Regions from separate parts of the Sus scrofa genome. Here all the other regions are linked to region 1. A link is a contact called in public Hi-C data. All regions are on one chromosome and are shown on one strand. The core of a region is the stretch at or near the end of the contact, and the rest is flanking DNA. Distances in the headings are between cores, read along the strand shown. Region 1 holds the start of TMEM55B (type 1 phosphatidylinositol 4,5-bisphosphate 4-phosphatase). Region 2 holds the start of HNRNPC (heterogeneous nuclear ribonucleoprotein C (C1/C2)). Region 3 holds the start of LOC106504487.

Region 1 (2,700 bases), core at 137-2,636:
TCCCTTCTGTGACAATGAGGCCCTTCCATTCCTGAAACTGCTTAACTAAAGGAAATTACTCTAGTAACACTGGAAAGACAGAGATATCTTTAAGGTGACTCACTTTTACTCTATCATCCACCATTAATTCCAGAATAATAGTTTGCTCATCCTACACTTACATGACTAGGGAAATCCTTCCAAATCATTGCCTAACTTTGTCATCTTTCCTGCTCTATCCTGAAATAATAAAAAAGTTCCTTTCAGCTGTGGGAGGGGATCCTGCACATTTCATCTCTGAGTACCCATTTAGTAGAGCACCTTGATTGATTTGAAAAGTAGTCTTATCTGCTATGCAACTTGAATATAGATGAATATAGATGAACAGGAGAGTGGGTAGGTGGGTTAGCTGGATGTTTAAATGTTTGAACTGCTTAAGATCTTTTCCATTACCTGTCAGAATAACCTCCACTAGCTGCCTCGCGGCTGGGGGCAAAGCTGAGACAAGTCTAAAGACTCTCATATCACAAAACAAAGTGACCAAAACATCCTTGGAATTGATTGTCAAAAAACTCTTACCACGCATATGTCTAGAACTGGGCGTCACAAAATAAACGATGAGATAATTGTAGTGATAGACAGGCTCATATAATTTCGTAATTTAATCAGGGACGAAGGGAGGGTGGAGTCTGCAAGGCAGCTTCCTGGGAAAGCCAGTCCTGTGTTCTGTGACTCCAGCGAGAAAGGCTGGAGTGACAATCTTAACATTTTAATCCACTGCTTTTTTACACATCTCCACTGACTTTTTACCGGTATTCCTTTGAATAGAGTGGCTAACTGTTGCCTACCGTTCCTCCTGCTGGTGCTTAGAAGAGTCCAAACTCCCGCACTCTTTCATTGCTGCTTTTTGAGCCACGCCCCCGGGTTCCGGCGCCAAGTTCGGGGCAGTAAAGTTGCGCCCCAAGGATCGCAGGGCCAGGGAAGGGAAGCCTTAAGCCAATGAGAGGCCAATTATAACCGCGACAAGGAGAAAAGTTTTTTAGTGATATCTTTGGACGGATTCGGAGCAATGATTGTCTGCCCCCACTGGGCGACTAACACCGGGATGGGCGGCTTTCTGAAACACGTGACCACGGAGAAGCAGCAGTCCTGCTCCACCTCCTGGTCTGGAGGTAGCGCGATGGGCCATGCTTCCAATGGCTTGAAGAACTTCTCGTCACGTGCAGTTTTTGCTGGCCTAGCTGCTTCCTGAAGGTCATGTGACAGTTGATGTTGGCGCGATGCTGCCCAATGGAAAATAAGAGCTGCCTTCGCCGGACCAGAAATTGGTTTATCTCCGCAAATAACAGCACGGCGGGGGCGGGCATAGCCTATCACGTGCGGCGGGGCGGAGCGGGGCGGGGCAGGCCACTGGTTGCGGGGCGAGCGGGGCGCGCGGCGCGCAGGCGCCCTGGGGACCCGGTAGCGGCGGCGGCGGTGGCTGCGGCTACAGCAGCGGCGAAGGGAGCCAGATCCCTGGCCGAAGCGGGAGACGGCGGTGGCGGCCATGGCTGCAGATGGAGAGCGATCCCCGCTGCTCTCCGAGCCTATCGATGGTGGCGCCGGCGGCAACGGACTAGTAGGGCCGGGCGGGAGTGGGGCTGGGCCTGGGGGAGGCCTGACCCCCTCCGCACCACCGTACGGAGCGGGTAAACATGCCCCGCCCCAGGGTAAGCTGGGGCAGGTCCGAGGTGTTCCCGGGGGTACTCTACGGAGAGGCGGAGGGGGCGGGTCCGAGGGCGGAGGCGGGGCCCAAGCGCCAGGTGCGGAGCTGTTGCACCTGTGACCGGATGAGGTTTCCTTTCTCCGCAATCGCTACCGGACCTTAGGAACCGAAGGGGGTTCTGAGGGATGTGATCGAAGCACTGATTATGAGAATCCCGCTGAGCTTGGTCAGAAGGGTTGAGGACCAGAATGAGTTGCCTTACCTCGTGGGGATGTCTGCAAGTGATGCCAGCCCATCTTTTTACTTCCTCTCCAGCATTTCCCCCGTTCCCCGAGGGACACCCAGCTGTGTTGCCTGGGGAGGACCCACCCCCCTATTCACCTCTGACCAGCCCGGACAGTGGGAGTGCTCCCATGATCACCTGCCGAGTCTGCCAGTCTCTCATCAACGTGGAAGGCAAGATGCATCAGCATGTAGTCAAATGTGGCGTCTGCAATGAAGCCACTGTGAGTTATACATACCTGTGAAATGGGCCCTGTTTCTTGGATCCTCTTTCTGATCCCTTGATTCTAGACCCTGACATTCAGGCGTTAGCCAAGTGCTTTCATGAAACCCAGGTTTCAGTTCCAGGAGTCTCAAACAGCCATTTCCCCAGAAGCCACTCACTAAAGCTAATGTTGGCCATCCCTCACCTTCATACCTATCCTGGATACTTAAGCCTAGTTTTCATTTGCACATCTCATGTTATATGCTTTTCATTTGTCTGTCCTGGCTAAGACTTTATCTCTCTGATCTTTTCTCAGAAGGTGTTTTTGAAAGAACTGGAAGGGATTGGGATTAGAAGTTTGCTTACCGATGTCCCCATTATTCTCTAGCCAATCAAGAATGCACCCCCTGGGAAAAAATATGTTCGTTGCCCCTGCAACTGTCTCCTTATCTGCAAAGTGACTTCCCAGCGGATTGCCTGCCCTCGGCCTTACTGGTGAGAGGCGTAGTTTGGGGAAGGGCATCAGTGG
Region 2 (2,700 bases), core at 82-2,581, 530 kb before region 1:
TACCGATTACCTTGCTGCTTCTAATGCTGTATAAAACGTACTCTTGCCCCAACTCCCTGGGGAAGTGTGCTCCACTGCTTGTGAGTCACTGTACTCTTCCAACCATGGACTGCTCTCCCTAAGTAAATGACATTCAACTTGTTACTAAATGGCCTTTTTTTTTTTTTTTTCCATTTGATAGGTAACAAGTAATTTCCTTGTGAATCTCTCTGGAATTCAGACATAATTCAAAATTAATGCATAAAACTGTATTCACATATACATATATTCCATAAGATGTATACAGATGGTATCACATTATCTAGATAGTATTCTGCATCTTGCTTTCTCTAACTGTACAGAGAAATATCCTTCATTCCTAGCATAGCTGGACCTATCCCACTGTGTGCATGGCTGCTATAATATAACCAGCGGGACTGGCAGGCGATGCCTGGAGCCAGAAGGTGGGAGACTAGCTATTTCAGATGAGGGGAAGAAGGGAGCAGATTTGGGGGACGAGCAGGGGGTAGGATTAGATGGGCAAGCCAATTCTGGTTGGCATGTAGGGTATTCGTGAAATGATTTGGGGCCAGAGGATGGGTGCTGTAATACTTCAGGCCAACATTTTAGACTTTCTTTACCTTTTGCAGTGGAGAGGAATAAGGAAGTCAGCTGTTTTGGGTGAGATACAGGTTGTCTAAAGAAGGGCTTGACAGGTTAAGTGTTGTCCAAATGGGAGCTCTAAGGTTGGAGTTTTGCAGGATTGGTTACTTTTCTAGTCCTTGGTGCTCCCTCCCAATTCTAAGAAAAGTGTTTTCTTTATCCACACAGCAGTATAGAGGATTCATTCGGAGATTCCTGCTTCCCTTTACCTAGGCCCGGAGCTAGGGCACATCCTTTGAGCCGCTACCAAACAAAATCCCGCAATCCTTCCCCGCCCCCGCGCCGCCGGAATTCCGAGATCCCGGCGGGCCTTCTACCAGGTTCTCTAAGGAGCAGTGATAGGATCCCGTAGCCGCCAATCACAACCTCCCGGATACCCGGATATGAAGTGGTGCGCGGTACAAAGGCAGGTTTCCACCTACCGCTTCGTCAGTTACAGTGGCCAATAAGCATTTCTCAGGTGATAAATGACAGGAAAAATAACCAGTTACAAACTAATTTCGCTCACGCATGTGGAAATTCTCTTGCTTAGTCTAACCCACCACTGATTGTGATTGGACAGAATTGTGAAGAGCGGTAGAACTGTCTAATTAGAAGCGGGAGCGAGAAAAAGCTCAGCCAATAGGAAGAGTCCTAGAAGTGGGGCGGGGACTAGGCCTTCGCCTCGGCGGCAGAGGAGACTCGGGGGCCATTTTGTGAAGAGGCGAAGACTGAGCGGTTGCGGCGGTGTTGCCGACCTCGAGCAGCAGTCCGCTTCTCCACGTAGAACCCGGGAGTAGGAGATTCAGAATCGAATCTCTTCTCCCTCCCCCCTCCTGGTAAGTGGAGGGGGTGGAAGCAGGGGAGTCGCTGGGTTCCTTGGGGAGCGCGAGGGGGTGTGGGAGAAGACGGGGGAACCCTCCTCTCGGTAGAGTAAGCAGGCCCCCGTTTATTCTATTTGCACGGGGGGATTAGATCTTATGCAAGAGAGTTTTATAGGCCTCAGCCCTTGCGTGGATTTTTAACCTAATGTCCTCTAGGCCAGGATCGGCAGGGAGAATGTCCTTTTTCTTCTTCTCGCTCTCCTGTGTTAACGGCTGCTGTCCTTTCATTTTCTATGACCATGAGGTCTCTAAGAGAGATCATGAAAGGGAAGATCGAAATGCTCATTAGTATAGTCCTGTAAATTTAAAAATTGAGCGGGGGATGGGAAGGGTTATCAAGCAGATATTTATTGTACCGCAAGCCTCTAAATTCTGGAGCGTACCACAGGGTATAGTAATAAATATAACAATAGGTTTAATATTTTACCGGTTAGTTTTTGTTTCACTCCTCCCTGAGCAAATGATGGACTTCGACGTAGTTATTTTCAATTCTATTTTTTAAATTGTAATCTCATTTACATATTAACAGTAATAATGAAAGCTGGCTTTTTATCTACAGGTTACAAATCACTTGAAATATATAAGTTAGTGGAGCTTGCTTGAGGTAGGTATTACTGTCTTTCTCAGATAGAAACCGCAGCATGAGAGTGTGGATTGCCAGGGTCGTATTAAATCAGTAGCAGGAGTAGTAAGGAATTTGGCCACTAGGTTAAATTAAATGGCTTTTCCTACCTCTTGATGTGGTAGATACTAACATACTGTATTTGAATCTTTACAAGAACGTAATTACAGCAACCACTAGCGGTAATTGGAAATTCCCAAACTGCCCTTGGGAAAAATATTAAATTATGAGAATTACATATACTATTGTTGTAACTTCCTAAGACAATAAAGTTTGACTTTCAGGGTATTCTGGCATGCATTTTACAGATCATCCAAACGTTGACCAAAAAAAATGCGTGCCTGTATGCTTTTTATTAAGTAGGTATTATAGTGCTTATTATTTGCTAGGTTCTGAAGCATTCAAGTTTTTTCCTAAACTTGCAAAAATTATGTGGGTTTTTTAGTAGTATCACATTCGCATATCAGATCCTTTTTTTAATTCTTGTGTAAGATTTAGGTGATTTTATTTTTCATAACGTGTTGCTTTCACAAAAGCTAGTATTAGCACAGTTTAAACCAGTGCTGCAGAATA
Region 3 (2,860 bases), core at 154-2,653, 670 kb before region 1:
GCAGGGGAGATGTGGGGAAACCCAGGACTCCAGGAGGTGACAAGGAAAAAGAAAACGTGTACCTGATTACTTCCAAATTTGAAAGGATCGGGTGGGTAGGGGAACTCCTAAAATAATACGTGGCTACTTCCTCCTTTCTGGGGAAGGAAAGGAGACTAGAGCAGCTGATATGCTCACCCCTCCCTAGACACCTCCATTAACCACAGACTATGTAGCGCCGGCACTAGCCTCTGGCAGAGCCTGTTCCTGACCGAACTGTGGATACAGCTGGAGGGTCAGGAACTGTTACCTTCCTTCCCCTTGGCATTAATAAATTTAAGTTAATCCTTTCCCACTCTTCCCTTGTCCTATATTTGCTCAAACCCAATATAAATATTAATTTTGAGTTGATATTCATGATTTCAACACCACTTTCCTAACTTCATTACTGTTCGCGTGAAGTTACCTTGGATAGGACAGACAAGTTATTGGTACTCTATTAAAGGATTATATGTAAGTGGAGGTTGTCCAGCTTGCCAAAAGGCAAAGAAATGATCTAAGCCAAGTAGTAGGCAAAATGTTGTTCCAGATTCAAACTCCAAGTTCTTAGAAGAGATGAGAAGGAAGAATTTCGTCAAGACCCATGTACACTTTATTTCGAATTAACTGAAATAATGGTGCTTTGGGGAAGCCCTAAGAATGGTGTCACTTAATGAACTGCTGCAAGGGGACTGGCTGACTAGAAGGACGCTGTCACAACCTCACGGGGAAATGGATTTTGTGAATTCTCTCAAGCCACGTATTTCCTACGACCTTCCTCTAACATCCCAGCGCTCAAATGAAGCCTGGGCATTTTATTTTCCTTTCTAAGGCCAAGTCCTTACCCCACAGTGCGTGTCGTAGTTCAGTTTATGTGCAGGGCAGGCTCCCTCTTCCTGGTTTGGGCGCTCTGTCCGCGCGAAGCCCCTGACCCAGCGTCCCAGCAACGAGAATCCTTCCAACCCTAAAGTAGCAGAGGCTTTTACTTTCCCACCTTTTCTAGGAGGGGAACGTACCCGGTTACGCTGTAGTCTTCCCACTACCATCCCACGCCAGATCCCGCTCTTTCCGCTTCCCTTCCTTTGCCGATGGGTGGGGCCATTACACCCGCGCGCTGCTCCCTGTGTGGGGCGGGGTCGGTACGTCAGGCCACCCGCCTCCTTCGCCTGGTTCAGCCTCCGCCGCTTCGGCAAGTAGTTGGATCTCCTGGAAACCGCAGCCTGGCAGAGAGTAAGGGCGGGGACAGTGTCACGTGATGACGTCGCCTCGCGTGCGGCTGTTGCTAAATTGACAAGGAAACCCCGCGAAAATCTAGACTCTTTTAGCGTTGCACATTTTGTTACTCTCCCCATTCTTTTCCTTCCTCTTTTCTCCCTAACCTCCGGAGAGAGGATTATATTAAAAAAAAGTGAAGGAAAAAAAAGAAAACAGAAAAATACCCAAGCGCTGCCGGGACCCGGAAGCGGAAAGGGCATCTTTGAGGTCGATGCTTCCGGGTCACTGGGAGAGTGCGGGATTCCGGGGCCGAGAGAGGGTGGCGGAGCCGGGACCTCGCGTGATTCTCGGAACCCGAGGAGGAGCGGCGTCTGTGGCTATGGCTGTGACTCTGGATAAAGACGCTTATTACCGGAGAGTGAAGCGACTGTACAGCAATTGGAGGGTGAGATAGAACTCGTAATTTTACCTAGGGAGACCCCCTTTGCCATCCCATAATAACCCCGTTTCTCGGCGCCTTTTTTCCCCCTTTCCGTCGGGAATTCGCGGGTTCAGTGTCGCGCCCCTTTAGTTGCTCCAGGATCATTTACTGCAGGAGGCCCCGAGGGCCGCCAGGTAGCAGGGAATCCCCCGCAATCATCCTCCCCTGCGGCCATCACCATCTTCCCCGCGTGCCAGCCCCCGTCATGCATAACAGCCACCTCTCGTAGTCTCTTCCCGCCCTAGAAGAGGCATCCTCACCCCTCCCTCCCACTCCGTGATCGCGTCTTGCTGCCCCTTCCTGCAGTGTTCACACACACCCACGCATTCGCTCTGTCCTTCCAGAACCAGAGTGTTGCGCCCTAGGTCCCGCCAGAATTACAACCATTTCGTAAAGGATGGATGGAGGGCCAAGGAGGATGTGAATCGGGCTCTCCGCGTTTATCTTTTGCTGAACTGTTGCTGGAGTTAAAAAAAGAAATACTGCTCACGCTCAACCGCCTCATGTTCTAGGCCCTGCCGTGGGTAACACAGAAACCTAACGCTGAAAACCTGCAGGCTTTAGTAATACAGAAAATGTTGTGATGCCTAATACCTCATTAGTTTTCCTCCTTGATTGAGTATGTGGGGCACGTGTTCAGAAAAAGCTGTTGAGGTTCTCAGTCTTTCAAAAGCTTGGGTATTTTTGCTGCTTTAAAAAGTCCACAGCTAAAATTTTATTTATTCAAATATTTGATTGCATCCTCTGGTGGATTTTGAGCTATCTGGCTTAAGTCTGGCCTCTGAACTCTGTCATTCAAGGAGGATAAAACTAAGGAAGACTTTTTAAAACCTGATAAGCGCCATGACAAAAATAATCAGTTCTGATTTCAGCGTTGTAAATTGCCTACCAAACTACTTCTCTGCTAAAAACTAAACTATTAAAATTGGTCATTTCCCTACCGTTCATATCAAAGGTTCCTGTGCATGATTCATCCTTTGAGCACAAATGCATTAGATAATTGAAGATAAAATGGATTATCTGCATTTTATGATAAGCCAAAATAAGGACTCTATGCTAGACAAATGCTGAACATAAATTTTATTTAAAAACTTTATTGGTTAATTTCTACATGTTTCTACAGTTTCTCTCACTGTCATATTAAAA

Evidence for each region. Hi-C and Micro-C count contacts between places; a contact is called where the count stands out from the background.
Region 2: a contact with region 1 is called in a Hi-C map of liver, with 2.8 times the contacts expected there. The contact joins the promoter of HNRNPC here to the promoter of TMEM55B in region 1. A contact is called at or near these places in 3 of 47 Hi-C or Micro-C datasets (blood, heart right ventricle and liver).
Region 3: a contact with region 1 is called in a Hi-C map of liver, with 6 times the contacts expected there. The contact joins the promoter of LOC106504487 here to the promoter of TMEM55B in region 1. A contact is called at or near these places in 1 of 5 promoter capture datasets (liver) and 3 of 47 Hi-C or Micro-C datasets (heart right ventricle, liver and retroperitoneal adipose tissue).

What each region holds. Positions count from the first base shown.
Region 1 is chr7:78,445,937-78,448,636 of Sscrofa11.1, forward strand. It overlaps TMEM55B (type 1 phosphatidylinositol 4,5-bisphosphate 4-phosphatase), which reads left to right and starts at 1,387. Exons shown (of 7, transcript XM_003356721.5): 1 at 1,387-1,667; 2 at 2,000-2,190; 3 at 2,560-2,666. The coding sequence starts at 1,526. PNP (purine nucleoside phosphorylase) reads right to left here and starts at 1,093. Exons shown (of 6, transcript XM_013989064.2): 1 at 828-1,093. The coding sequence starts at 877.
Region 2 is chr7:77,919,814-77,922,513 of Sscrofa11.1, forward strand. HNRNPC (heterogeneous nuclear ribonucleoprotein C (C1/C2)) reads left to right here and starts at 1,332. Exons shown (of 8, transcript NM_001243694.1): 1 at 1,332-1,460.
Region 3 is chr7:77,779,818-77,782,677 of Sscrofa11.1, forward strand. LOC106504487 reads right to left here and starts at 1,404. Exons shown (of 3, transcript XM_021099305.1): 1 at 864-1,404. The coding sequence starts at 1,370. It overlaps CHD8 (chromodomain-helicase-DNA-binding protein 8), which reads left to right. Exons shown (of 37, transcript XM_021099301.1): 37 at 1-331. It overlaps SUPT16H (FACT complex subunit SPT16), which reads left to right and starts at 1,151. Exons shown (of 26, transcript XM_001929180.6): 1 at 1,151-1,678. The coding sequence starts at 1,505.